2 separate regions of the Macaca mulatta genome follow, and region 1 is linked to region 2. A link is a contact called in public Hi-C data. All regions are on one chromosome and are shown on one strand. The core of a region is the stretch at or near the end of the contact, and the rest is flanking DNA. Distances in the headings are between cores, read along the strand shown. Region 1 holds the start of SUCO (SUN domain containing ossification factor). Region 2 holds the start of METTL13 (methyltransferase 13, eEF1A N-terminus and K55).

Region 1 (7,336 bases), core at 4,688-7,187, 750 kb after region 2:
ACATCAAATCTGCCTCTTTTAAATCTTTGATAATTTCCTCACAAAAATAATAATTTCCTTTTCCTCTAAAATCTTGTGACACTCGCAATTCACATTATTTGAGGCATTTATTCCATGCATCTTATGTATTTCATTTCCCCTAGTGCAGTGGCTTTCACATTATTTTGACTGCAACTCACTTTAAGACATCTATTTGGCAGGGCTCAGTGGCTCACTCCTGCAATCCCAGCACTTTGGGAGGTGGAGGTTGGCAGATCACTTGAGGTCAGGAGTTTAAGACCAGCCTGGCCAACATGGCAAAACCCCATCTCTACTAAAAATACAAAAATTAGCCAGGTATGGTGACGTGCACCTGTAATCCCAGCTACTCTGGGGGCTGAGGCAGGAGAATCACTTGAACCTGAGAGGCAGAGGTTGCAGTGAGCCGAGATCGTGCCGCTGCACTCCATCCAGCCTGCACGACAGAGCAAGAATCTGTCTCAAAACAAAACAAAAAAACAAACAAAACAAAAAACAAACAAAAAAACGCAGACGTATATTTTATATTGCAACCTAGTATGTATATATGTATATAACTGTACACACACACACGTATACACACATCACATATATTACTGAAATAAGAGTGCCCCACAAAAATATTTCCTCTTGCTGAGACACACTCTGATATTTTCTAAATTATTGTATTTTATTTTTTAAAAAGTGCTGCTGGATTCCCTCAAGATTTATTTCTTGACTCTCTAATGACTTGTGACCCCACAGTTTAAAAAACATTGCTCTTTTGCAGGACTTCTTAGTTGCGATCCACGTATATAATTCACAGGTCCATGGATGGAATAATAATTATATCTCTATTCTCCTAACCTCTACTGAAATTTAGAATTTGATTTTATTGTGAATGTAGGTAACAAACTGTGGTAGTACTGGCTGTATCTACAACTTTGTCACCAACATTAATCACAGATATTTTCATATCACATTATGCATATTGTAGGTATCTTGGAATATCTCTTATACTCATCACCATTTTGGAATTATTGACATTAGGAGACCTGCTGTTAGACCTTGTTATTTATGCATTAATGAAAAAGCCCACCTTATTAGATCACAAATTTGCTTTGCAATATTTTAATAACTGTATTTCCCTACAGTTGGTTTCCTTTGTAATCTATGTGTTTTATTTTATACCTTTATAAACATTCTGAGAAGGGTTTCAAGGGCTTCACCAGACTACCAAAAGAGTGCTGTTCAGAAGATCAAGACTCCCTGCTAGAACACTAAAGCTTTCCTGGAGCAAATATCTGTCTCAGCATCTTTAATACAAAAAAGGCTCAATAAATATTTATTGAACACTTTATTTCTCCAGGTTACTTAGGGTAACTAGAACCTAGGAAAATCTAGTCAGACATAAGTCAAATAATGTTATGCTGAAAAGCTAATTTGATAATTTATCGAGAAAGAAGTAGTTGACTAGGTGCTCTAGACTAGTCAATTGCATAAAACGTTCTCATCCTAAGGGCTTGCTACTCCTAGGAGTTTAAATTATAGGGCAAATTATAATTCAAGGTGATTAGACAAATAAATAGTTAAGTGAAAAGTAAAAAATTATTTCTTGGGCCTCTGTAATAAAAAACGTCACTGTGTGATATATATCAATAAAACACATGACCTCTCTGCAGTAAGAAATTTATTCACTGCTTGGGGAGACAAATGAATATTAAATAAAAACAGTGTAATAAGGGCAGGCACCAGTGTTTCAGGTCATAACAAACAGTGTAGTCTGGTCAGAAGGTTGAGTTATGAAAGAAAATAGTGGGAAATAAAGCTTGAACTACATCAACTGGGTTTGATTATGGAAAGTTTTGAATGCCAGGCCAAGGAGGCAGGACTTTATTTGACGAATATGTCAGACCTATGGGATATTTTTGCATCAAAGAACGGACATGATGAAGATAATGTTTTAGGAAGCTTCTTCTGAGAGCATTATACAGGAGGTGCTAAAGGACACATCAGTTACAATACCCAACATGCTGCTTCAGTTGTTACTTTCCCTCCCTATTTTGAATCTTGTACTTGTAAATTCTTGCTAGATACTTCCACCAGAACCTCAATACTGTGCTTCCAAAACCATACTAGTCTTCTTAACTTGTAAATCTGCAACTCCTGACTTTCCTACTCATGTAATGGCACATATGTTCTTAGAAATTGGACCATCTTTGATGTCTCCTTCTCTGTCACCCACATGTAAATCATTCCCTTCTTCTAGTTGATTCCATTATGAGCCTATTTACAATTCATGTATCTTCAAAATACACATATGTTAACCCAGTGATAGAAGACTGAATTTGGGATCACAAAGTAGAATTTTTAAAAAGGGAAATCTTACCTTTTGTTATTTGCAGTAAAAACAGAACTGTGCATGCCAACCTTGCACTCTGTGATCTTCCAGCCCTCAAGAGACTGAGTTCTCAGGCTGTACTAATGAAGTAATCTATGTCTTATCTCCTTCTGATTTCTACACTTAACTCCTGAAGTGGCCAAATTATCAGTGCTCTGTTAAGGTAGATTTGGCTAAGTAGTTAAGGCTCTTTTTAGGTAGGGAGTAACTAAAGAAAGAAAGTATATGCTATTCTACACACATATTTATGTACATAAAGAAGATGATTGGGGGAACAGTTTTAAAAGTTTTGTTTATACTTTTTATGTGGTTGAATTGTTAAGTGCTGATTGCTACATTCACCATTTTTCCATTTTCCATCTTAGTCTCTTTTATTGTCTATTTGTGTGTTCTCAATCTCCCAACCTTTCTTTGACTGATTTCCAGGAAACATCTGTTTTAACTGACTTTTACTCTGGAAGCATCTAAATGTCATTGGTCTCTAAGATCCTTCTGAGACATACAGGATCTCAGCATTTTATAATATTGAAAGGAGCAGGTAATTTTTCAACTAAATCAAAATACGTAAAAGCTTGCTCATGAAATACCACCAACTTAGACAAACAGTTCTCTTGGGTATCTTAAATATGATTTGTATATGAGATAAAGAACAAACGAGATAGCCAGAAGGGGTTGGTTCCTTTTTTAAGGTCTGCTTGTTCTCTTTCACCATAAGCAAACAGAGTATCAGATCTTTATCAAGGCAGGGACTTGAGCTGCCTAGAGTTTCTGGTTTAGTCAACTTTTTAGGAATGGGAGAACTCATGTTAATTGTGCAGTTTAGGCCCTAGTGACTTGCTGAATAATCCAAGGATCTGCAAGGCAAACAAGTTATCCTGTGTGTGGTCAGTGCTTTATAGATTTTATTGAATTGGGAGATTCGGTTATAGCAGGGTTTCTCAACCTTGGCACTTTTGACTTTTTAGGCCAAATAATTTTTGTTGTGGAGGGCTTTCTTGTGCACTGTAGGATGTGAAAGAGCATCCCTGGCCTCCACTCATTAGGTGCCAGTAGTACTTCTCCAATGTGACAAGCAAAAAGTGTGTTCACACAATGCCAATTTCACCCTGGGGGGAAGTCTGCCCCAGGTTGAGAATTACTGTATTAGTTAATGGGTAGTTGATGGTGGTTAATTAGCCTAAGCCTTAAAAGATTATATATATTAATTAAATATTATATATTAAAGATTATATATTATACATGCTTTGACTTTTCCTATATTCTTTCTTGCCATTTTTGGCATATGTTATACTTTTTAAGTATGGTGACATTTATCTATACTAGTTTTATTTTATAAATTATTACTTTCTTATACTTGTCTATTGAGTTATAAGAAAATTTTCTCTCCTCTTTTTCTCATTATATTTAACAGATAGGTGGAAAAATGTCTACCAGTTCTTTAAAGGTCAGCTCTATGGAATTTCTATTTATTTCATCTGGAGTCTTAGAATAGGAAAGAATCAACATAAATATAGAAAGTCAGGCAAAGAAGCTAATTTATGGGAAAAGTGAGTTCTATTTTGTGCAGGTAAAATTGGAAGTGATAGAATATCTAACTAATATGTCCAGCAACTACTTGAGAAGAGGTTGGGAAATAGGTTTGGGAGTCAACAGTATAGTTGAAAATTAAACTTGCCCAAGAGAAAAATGGAAAAAGCTCAGAGTACTGAAGGATTAAACCTTAACATGAAACCATGGAAATGAAATTCAAAAAGACAAAAGAACATTTATAGAGTGAAATAGTAAAAGCTAATAATTGGATGATAATTAGGTGAATGGGAAGCCTACCACGGGGGTATTAATAAAGCTCCAACTGCCAGAGAAAAAGGCAGGCAGGAAGGCAGGCAGTCAGTCAAGGAAGGAAAGAAAGAGAAAGAAAAAAGTAAAATTCTTTGTACTTGCATATTCCAAAAAATCATTGCAGGGACTTGGTGGAAAATAAGTGGATGGGTCTGTGAGTTTGGGATGAGAGGGATAGACGTAGCTTGATAACTTCCTAGATTTGAGACAAGCATGTATTCTAATATAACTTCTTTGGCTGTGATGTACTGAGGATCAGCTGAGGGATACCTCAGCTGTTTCCTATCCTGAATAAAAGTTCCTGGAATAAGAGGAAAAGGGTGTCCAACATGGTAAAGAATGTCAATTTATCCCTACCCTTCCATTGCCCCTACTTTCTTTTAAACTTGCATATTAATCATTTGATACTGTTTTTGGGTGAGATAAATATTTGCTTCCCGCAATAGGTGAGAGATGAAAGGATTTTATTGTCATATATTAAGAGTAGCATCAGCAGATAAGTGGAACTGTTACCTAATTACTGCCAGAAAAGGCAGTTCAGGGTGAACACCTTTAAAACCAAAATTATCACCCTTTGTATAATTTCTCTAACATCAAACTGACTTATATCCAAGAATTACAGAGTGGGTGAAATCATTCAGTTCTTTGGGACTACAATTAACATACAATTCAACTTAGAAGGTTCATAAGGAAATTCCGCGGCTCAAAATTAGGCGTTAGGTGGGCATTTTACTGAGGGTTTTTTCCCTACGGCCACATGAACAATAAGTAACACCACCTTTAAACATTTTTCACACTAAACATTATGCCATGTTCCAAGGCACAGACCATTGCAGCCTCCGTCCCCTCAGCGGCGTAAAGACTTGGAATGGGCATGCTGCCCGTTACTTAGTATTGAGAAGTGGTCACTTCTTGCTCTTAGGTGAGTGTAAGCGACTGCCTTCCCCACTTTCGGTGAACCTCAGGACTTGGAGCGTCTGTGGGTGCTCCTCTAACGGAGACAACTCCTCCCTTCCGACTCCATCGCAGAGAACCCAAAGTTCGAAAGCAACAGAACGAAAACCAACGAAACACTCTTCAAGTGAGGAACCCGGCCAGCGGCGAAATTCTTGCTGAAGGAAAGAAAAAGCGAAAGGTTTTCCGCTACAACCAATCAGATGAGAGATTCTTGGCTCGCCCCTTTCTATCTACCAATCAACATCTAGCTCGATGGGGCAGTCCATTGATACAGGGAAAGGGTCTTTAAATTTTATTAGTACAGCTTCCCTCGCAACCCTCAACCACGTCATTCTAGGCCATCCCACGAACTGTGCTCAAAAGAGGAAAAGAGTGCAACACTTCCAAAGCTGATCAGTCTCGTGGTGAGCAGCGAAACTACAGACTTCCGCAACAAAACCATGGATTCTAGGAGGGACAGGGAAAGAAGAAAACGGGTTCTGGAAGGCAAACTACAACTCCCAAGGGCGCTTGCGCGGACTCAGCGCGCACGGGACGAGGGGCGGACCACTGTAAGGGGGAATGCGAACGATCACGGGGCTCTTTTGAACGCTAGCCCGCAAGGGGGCGGGACCTGGGGCGGCGGAGCAGCGACAGCGTCTGCTCCTGCGTTTTGTGGTCTCCTGCCTCCTGCTTCTCCGCCTGCGGCGTCGGAGGGGGCGTGGCCTACGCAGAGGCTGGTGGGGGTGTGGGCGCCGCGGGACGTGGGTGACGCGTCGCTTTCCAGCTCAGCGGTGTGTGAGGTGTCGCGGCCCCGCCGGCGATTGGCTGTTGAGAGGCGAGTACGCGGCGGCCGTTGGTCGCTGGTCTCACGGAGCAAGGCCCCGGGCGGGCGGGGAGGATACGGGGTGGCAGTGGCGGCGGCGGCGGCTTCTGGAGGCGGGCGTGGACGAGCCGGCGGCCGCAGCAGCGGCGGTCCCCGGAGTCCTGTGAAGCGCCCCTGTCCGCGCGGCTGTGGGGCCCTCGGAGAGGGCTGCCAGGACGCGAGCCACTGAGGAGCCGCTCAGCCAGCGCCACAGCCTTTAGGATTATCGGTCCCATCCTCGCGCTCCTGCTCCGGCTCCTCCATCTTGGCTTCGGCAGTGGCGGCTGCCGGGAGGATGTGCCGCCTTCTGACAGGGGGAAGAAGGAGGAGAAGATGAAGAAGCACCGGCGGGCCTTGGCCCTGGTCTCCTGCCTCTTTCTGTGCTCTCTGGTCTGGTGAGTAGCCGCGACAAGGGAGTCCCGTGAAGGGAGTATAGGGGAGGGAGCAGCCCAGGTCACACCCCCAAGTCATCTTGGCTTTTAGGGTCCGGGTTTCCAAGGCCCCCTTGGAAGGGACAAACCGATTACTTCTGGACTCTCCATCTGACTGGTCTGGTAGTGCTCTGTGCGGAGATTTCCGTGGTGTATTTTGGAATTTACAGAGACTCAGTGGGAGAGAGAGAGAGGTGCCGAGGTAGAAGGAACCACCAAGTGCCTTTGTACTCAGTTCTTCTACCCCTTGGAGACGGTGCAGGGTTTGGGGTTGGGTATTCAGATCGATGGTAAGTAAGTTGCTCCGATTTGCCGCCAGTCTTTGCGTTCTTAGTGTGGTAAGGGGATAAAGCACTTCGGATGTGATACGTTCCGGGCGTGCGATTTTAAAACTGAGTGGTCATGAAGGTAAGAGTAATGTATAAGCAGTAGTTCTCCTGGACAATTCTCGCACAGTGTTTGATCCCAAGTACACTTGGGCCACTGTTTTTGGAAACTTGGGGGAGCGTGTGTGTGTGTGTGTGTGTGTGTGTGTGTGTGTGTGTGTTATGAAGCACTTTTTCAGTTGGTTTGGTGGAGAGGGTGTCTTAGATGTAGTGTGTGTAGTAGTTTTTGGTAATGTCCCTTAGTAGTGGGAAGGTAAATACTGTATTTTGAAGGCGGGAAGAATGCTTTGTCCCTAAAGCACCCCCCAAGTTTTACGGAGTTTCCGTTTAATCGCAGGCACTTCTGGAGTTTTTTGAGGAGCAGAGAAAGCTTGTAAGTCGAAGGACTGCTCTCACCGTACTTGGAAAAGCCATTCTTTCCTCCCAGGGAATTTCTTCAAAGATATGTGACAATTGACTGAAAACATCTTTCTTTAGTCAA
Region 2 (7,273 bases), core at 4,573-7,072:
AGATCATCTATAAAAATCGGATACGTGAAATGGTCATGGGTTAGGCACCCAAGTGCTAGAGTGTAGGAGAAAAACAAAAATGTTTTTCAAGTTTTTCTTTTCCTGCAAAGAAACTGAAGTTTGGAATAAAATTAGGAAGAAAACAGTCTAATAGCTTACCCTTGTGGTTTTTCCCAGTATCCAGGCTGTAGAAAACAAAAGACAGTCAAAAGGAGGCCTTGTGAGCCCCCTCATATAGTGGTCAAATGTATTCAGGCACAGCCTGTTAACCTTGGCATCATTCCTTCATCTCCCCAGACTTCCAGCTTTCAAAATGTTATTGCCTACTGGCCCCAAAGGCAAACAACTTGCCGTGTATAATATGCCCTATATTAATGCCTTGCAGTCCATGCATATGAGGAAACCAATCCATCAACAGATGTCCTTAGTGACAGAGTAGGAAACTACTGCACAAAGAAAATCATGGGAATCAAATATAATACCCAGAGGCAGTCATGGCTGAATTCGCTCAGTCATATATAACTTTTTTTCACTTATTTTTAATCAATTGGAATTTTGCCTTAATTACATATGTGTGTATATATATATATATTTACCTATATATTTTAGAAAGCAGTGTGTAATCATCTATGTTGAAACTAATTTGTTAATCTTGTACAAGGCTGGCACATTCTCCCAAAGGGATTCTCTGCCAATGTGAAAATTAACTCTGTAGCTCTGAACCTCCTTCCCATGGATTCAAAGTAATGTATGAGAAAAATTCTTGGCCAATCACAAATGCTATACAAACTAAAAAATACTATTGTGCACTGGGCATGGTGGCTTACATCTGTAATCCTAGCACTTTGAGAGACTGAGGTGGGAGGATCCCTTGAAGCCAGGAGTTTGAGAACAGCCTGGGCAACATAGGGAGACCCTGTCTCTACAAAAATATATATATATTTAAACTAGCCAGGCATGGAGGCTGATACCTGTAGTCCCAGCTACTTGGGAGACTGAGGTGGAAGGCTTGCTTGAGCCCAGGAAGTCGAGGCTGCAGTAAGCTGTAATTGCACCACTGCACTCCAGCCTGGGTGATAGAGTGAGACCCTGTCTTAAACAAATAAATAAATAAGTAGCTATTATCATCAACCCAATCTTAGGAATCCATTATCAGCTTGATAGTCACTTTTCAGGTCAACAATACCATCAAGAAAAGTGTTGACACTCAGCTAATAAAATGGTATAATGTTACCCTAGGATGTTATTATGTCTGCCTTCTATTATCCCAAGACACAGGAGAACATTCATTTTTAAACTTTTCAAATGTGGAAAACAAACCCATTGGCTAAGATGATTTCCAATTTGAAATAGTTTCCAGCATTGTATGAGCCACTCCCTGTACACCAAAGAGACATTCCCTTTACTCAATTTTATATCCCACTCATGAAACATTTTCATGTCTTGGACCTACCAACTCCAACTGGATACCACTGGCAGGAAGTGAGAAGGGTATGAGCCCTGGGCTAGGCACAGCAGGGTGGGGAGACTGGCTTTTAGCTCTGGCTCTGGTTTTTACTGGAGTGATAACCTCTAAATTCTTTTCAAGTAACAGTTCTACAAATAATACCCCTTTCTCCTTCCCCGTTTCTTTCTACAGACTATTTCTTCAGTCATCCAGAGGCCAATGTAGGAGTCACTTATGAGTCCCTCAGTCTTTTATTCCCCCTATTCAATCAGTCATCAAGCGCCTCAGTCTTTCCTGAGAACATCTCTCAGATCAGGTCTTTCTGTCATGACCCTGGTTCTCTGTTATTTCCTGTGGCCCAACAGGCTGAAGCTAAATATGTGGAATAGAAGACTCCTCAAAACCTGCTCTTTACCTCAGCCTCTAGTTGTATCTTCTGCTGCTTTCTTCCCACTGTGACCTTCTGCCCCAACCGCACATACTCTCTCTCTCTCTCTTTCTCTCTCCTGTTTATGTTCTGTATTAGTTTCCTATCACTACTGTAACAAATTACCAAAAACTAGTGCCATACGCAATACAAATTTATTATCTTACAGTTGGATCAGTCAGAAGTCTGACAAGTCTCAGTAAATTAAAATCAAGGTGTCAACAGGGCCGTATTTCTTCTGGAGGCTCTATAGGAGCAACCATTTCTTTCCCTTTTCCAGGTTCTAGAGGCCACCCCCTTTCCTTGGTTCATGGCTGCCTTCCTTCAAAGCCAGAAACATTGGGCCAAGCCCTTCTGTCTCTCCCTCTTCCACTCTAAAGGACCTTGTGACCCAGCCTGGCCAACATGGTGAGAACTCGTCTCTACTAAAAATACAAAAATTAGCTGGGTGTGTGGACGCCTGTAATCCCCAGCTACTCAGGAGGCTGAGGCAGGAGAATTGCTTGAACCTGGGAGGCGGAGGTTGCAGTGAGCCAAGATTGTGCCACTGCACTCCAGACTGGGCAACAGAGTAAGACTCCATCTTAAAAAAAAAAGAAATGAAAAAGGATTCTTGTGATTACATTGAGCTCAGTTAGATAGTTTTGCTACTTCAGCTGATTAGCATCCTTAATGGCATCTACAATCTTAATTCTTCTTTGCCTTGTAACCTGTTACCTTCACAGTTTCGGTTCTGGGGATTAGGAGGTAGACATTTTTGGGGGAGCATTATTTTGCCTCTCTCATCCTCTGCCTCCCAAATTGTCAAGAGATGCTTTTTATTTCCTCTTTTTTAATTTTACAATTAATCGTAGTAACAATCAACTGAATATTATTACCACAATAATGAGTATGTTTCAATTAAGTAAATTTGACTGTAAATTATATATCCAGAGGTCTGGATTTATATTTTTAGGAAAAAACTCCACAATACTGAAGGGCTTTATCTAAAATTAACTTGCATTTTAAATCATATTGGTAACCACTCTGGGGATCCTAACAAAACACAAAGCATTTTAACATCTTATTGGCTTAAATTAACTAACTATAATAATGATAACACATACCTATCAATTATATTTCATAGTTAAACCTTGAGAGAAATAAGCTTCAAATAAGTATTTTGAAAGGTTAATGCTAGGGTCTAATGTTACAATATATCTAAAATATTTCTGTGTTAATCTTACAATTTTAGAAAATCTCTAGTATGTTTTAGCTTAAAATGTTCTGGTTGTTATCACTTTTTTAGGCTCACAGAAGGGAGGCAGGCACCGATGGAAAAAGGTAAGTTACTTATCCTCTTGGTCTGAAAAACATTGCAAACAGTAATCATACTTTTAGAGCATCAAATATGGGGCTGGAGCCTGGGCTGTGATAGAAATAACTTTGTCTTTTCTAATAACATGACCTTAACAGAACAGACAATAGAGACAGAGGGAAAAGCAGCAGCCAAAAGTTCTTGTAAAGGTTCTAGAGGGTGAACCATGCTTTTTGTTTTCTCACCTATGTCATGCTGATATTAAGCAGTCAGATTATATAGCATTTTTGTCCCTTCCTCAGGGAAGCCTTCTCTGGTCACCCCCTAGATCAGTAGGGGTCACAAAGATATACTATTTTGGACTGGTATGGTTCTCCTTCACAGCACTTATAACCCCCATTACAGGTTATTTTTGTAATTGTTTAATGTGCCCTCCACGTGATTAACATGCTTACCATTGCATCCTTAGCTTCTACCACAGTGATTGGCTCCTATTAGACAATTAAAATATTTGTTGAATTGAATTGAATAAAGCTTTGGGGGGCACAGAGCAGCTGCTATGGATTTGCTTGTTTTTGTTGTTGTTTTTGAGACGGAGTCTCCCTCTGTTGGCCAGGATGGAGTGCGGTGGCGCGATCTCTTGGCTCACTGCAACCTCTGCCTCCCGGGTTCAAGCGATTCTCCTGCCTCAGCCTCCTGAGTAGCTGGGACTACAGGCATACATAACTACACCCGGCTAATTTTTGTATTTTTATTAGAGACATGGTTTCACCATGTTAGTCAGGTTGATCTGAAACTCCTGATCTCAAGTGATCAGCCCGCCTCCGCCTACCAAAGTGGTGGGATTACAGGCGTGAACCACCGCGCCTGGCTGCGATGGTGTTTTGCTTCTTTGGAATTGTGTAGCACATTCAGTACCAAGTGATGTCCTCTGCTCTCAATACGTGCTTCCTAAAGAACCCACATTTCACCCATTCGGAACCTTGCATGGTGTAGTAGCTGAAGCTACTTCAAGGACTCCTTCTCTTTATCTTGGGTAGAAAGGAACAATGTGAACTCAGCAAGGGGAGCATGAAAACAGATTTTCTCTTATGTTACTTGTAGAAAGCTTTTAGATTTACCATTGAAAATAGCGAATTTGGAACCATATCCATTTTGACTTATCTCTTAATTGTATTTTAAAACAGTGGTTCTAAGTGTGGTTCCGGGACCAACATCATCAGCATTGTGGGAACTTGTTAGAAACACAAATCCTTGGGCCTCACCACTGAACTAACGACTCGGAACTGGGATGTGACTGGGGGAATTCTGTGTTTTAACAAGTTCTCCAGGTGATTCTGATGCATGCCAGTTTGAGAATCACTTTTTAAAACCAATGTTTAAGTCCAATCTAACCTACTTAACTATTAACAGTCTACCTGGCTAGTGTAGTATATAACAGCCCACAGTACACATGCTCAATTCCAAGCCTATCTGCTCTCCTCAATCTGTATATTTCTCCTGCAATTTATTATGGTGTGAAAGGCGCAATGATACACATGTTTGATCATTTTCAAATAATGCCTGGGCTCACACCAGTCATCCCAGCACTTTGGTAGGCTGAGGCGAGATGGTCGCTTGAGTTTGAGACCAGCCTGGACAACATGACGAAACCCCATTTCTAAAAAAAAAAAAAAAAAAAAAAAAAAAAAAAATTAGCCACCTGTAGTGGCGTGCACCTGTATTCCCAGCTACTTCGGAGGCTGAGGTGGGAGGATCCCCTGACCCCTGGGAGGTGGAGACTGCAGTGAGCCATGACTGCATCACCGCCCTGCAGTCTGGGCGAGAGTGAGACCCTGTCTGAAAAAAAAAGTGCCCTTCACAGAAGCTTCCTCAGGGTATTAGCATGAGCATGTGAAAGTACAGTATGTTTATCAAACAATAAAATAAGCAGTTATAGGTAACGTCAGAATAACAAGGAGGCCAATTATCAAAATGAAAGGCTAGAGTTTTGCATGTTGTGCTTTGAGGGGAGAAGGAAGAAGGAGGGGAGGCACCTCTGAATGCCTACTTGTTACTTTTTCGTCCTGAATTTTCACGTTATTACACTTTTGATAGCAGAATCCTGTATTTTGGTGCAGAGGTGGCAAAATAAGGCGGGGGCTGGTGGTGCGCAGAAGCTGACAAGGTTAGAATGTGCAGCGTTTTTACGACAGACTGGTTTTACTCATTTCCTGCCTCACTTCTCTCCGATCTGCATAGGTTTTTCTTTTCATCTTCCGTTATCAGTACGCTCCCGTATGCCGCGCTCCGCCCCTGTGTGGCGCACGATCGCAGTCAGTGGATTAAGCCGGCTCCAAGACAAAGCGGACGCCGAGCCCGGGAAGGAAGCGCGCTCTCCGCCCCGCCTAGAGGGAAGGCCCAGCCTCAGCACAGCAGCGCTCCCTCGGCACCCGGACGTGACCTAGTTCTCACAGAGGCCCGGCCTCTTCCGCCACAAGTGCAGCCCGCGGTCCCGCCCCGTCCCGTGAATGGTCGGCCGGCCTCACGTCTAAAAAGCGTTTAGGTGCCTGCGACCGAGCCTCGGGAGAAAGGCGAGCACGTCTCAGCCAATGAGGTGATAGAAATGCAAAGCAGCGACCAACGACTAGCTGGGATGGGCTGGGCCGGCCGACGAATCACGAGGTCTCGCACCCGGATATGGTTGCTGGGCTCGGAAATCTAGCTCGGGAAAAGCGTGAGGGACTCTTCACGTGGGGCAAGGACAGCAGGCGCGGAGGAGGGGGCGAGCGTGTGTGAGATTCAGTGGCCCGTGCGTTTGTTGTGTAAGGGTCATCCAGGGGGAACAAATCAATGTGGCTGTTTTTCCGTGGAAAGAATTGCCACTGCAGCGTCCCGGAGCCTGCGTGTGGTGGGCAAGCTCCTCAGATGGTATCTCACAGGGAGTAGGGGAGTCTTGAAAACGCAGCTCCGGCGGTAGGAACATGAACCTCTTACCTAAAAGTTCCAAGGAGTTTGGCTCCGTTGACTACTGGGAGAAGTTCTTCCAGCAGCGAGGAAAGAAAGCTTTCGAGTGGTATGGAACCTACCTGGAACTGTGCGGGGTTCTACACAAATACATCAAGCCCAGGGAAAAGGTGAGGAGCGCGGCCTGTCAGCCCTTCGTACGTGCTCCGGAAGGTGGGAACTAGTAACAGGAGTCTTGCACTTGGTGGACAGTGACAGGCGGGAGGACCCTAGCTGGACGCATATTTCAGCATTTCCTGAATTGTCCCTGCTAAAAGACAAACTAAAATACTCTTTCAGCCTGGGCGTGGTGGCTCACGCCTGTAATCCCAACACTTTGGGAGAGCGAGGTGGGAGGATCGCTTGAACCCAGGAGTTCGAGACCAGCCGGGGTAACATAATGAGACCTCGTCTCTACAAAAAATGAAAAAAATAGCTGGGCGTGGTGGCGCGCATCTGTAGTTCCAGCTACTCAGGAGGCTTAGGTGGGAGGATCGCTTGAGCCCAGGAGGTTGAGGCTGCAGTGAGCCATGATCACTCCACTGCCCTCCAACCTGGGTGACAGAGTGAGACGCTGTCTCAAAATTTTTTTTAAAGGTTTGCAGGTAATAAACCTCCCACCCCAACTCATTCTTGGATTAATGACCCTACTTGAAGAGTGACTTCCAATCTTCTGTCACTGTATTCCTGTGCAACCTGCGGCAGTTGTGACCTTGTGTATGAATTTGTTTTTCAAATAGTTGTTCAGTGCTCTCCGAGTTTCAGGCACTGTGCCCAGTCCTTAAGCTATAAGAGCATTAAGACATAAACCCTGCACATGTTCCAGAAGTGAAACATGATAAGTACAATAATGGGTTTGGTAATAGGTGAGATTGTACTGGAGGTTGGGAAGGAGGAAAGGTAGAAAACTAACATTTGCGGGTAAGCTTTATGTGCCAGACCTTTATTGGGTGCCGTGTATATGCATGTGCAGTCTTTCAATTCTCATCATAAACTCAGGTGAGTGGCCCTGGATGCATTTTACAGATGAGGAAACTGAGGCCTTGAGAGCCACTTTTTTTTTTTTTGGCCCAAGATCATGCCCAAGTGGTCATGTGGGGATTTAAACTCAGGCCTG

The links. A called contact is a pair of places that touch in the nucleus more often than the background predicts.
Region 1: a Hi-C map of fetal cortex germinal zone shows a contact between it and region 2, with 5 times the contacts expected there. The contact joins the promoter of SUCO here to the promoter of METTL13 in region 2. A contact is called at or near these places in 2 of 14 Hi-C or Micro-C datasets (fetal cortex germinal zone and fetal cortical plate).

Annotation. Positions count from the first base shown.
Region 1 is chr1:30,023,748-30,031,083 of T2T-MMU8v2.0, forward strand. It overlaps SUCO (SUN domain containing ossification factor), which reads left to right and starts at 5,938. Exons shown (of 23, transcript XM_015124042.3): 1 at 5,938-6,433. The coding sequence starts at 6,372.
Region 2 is chr1:29,278,781-29,286,053 of T2T-MMU8v2.0, forward strand. It overlaps METTL13 (methyltransferase 13, eEF1A N-terminus and K55), which reads left to right and starts at 5,823. Exons shown (of 8, transcript XM_077999923.1): 1 at 5,823-6,287. The coding sequence starts at 6,135.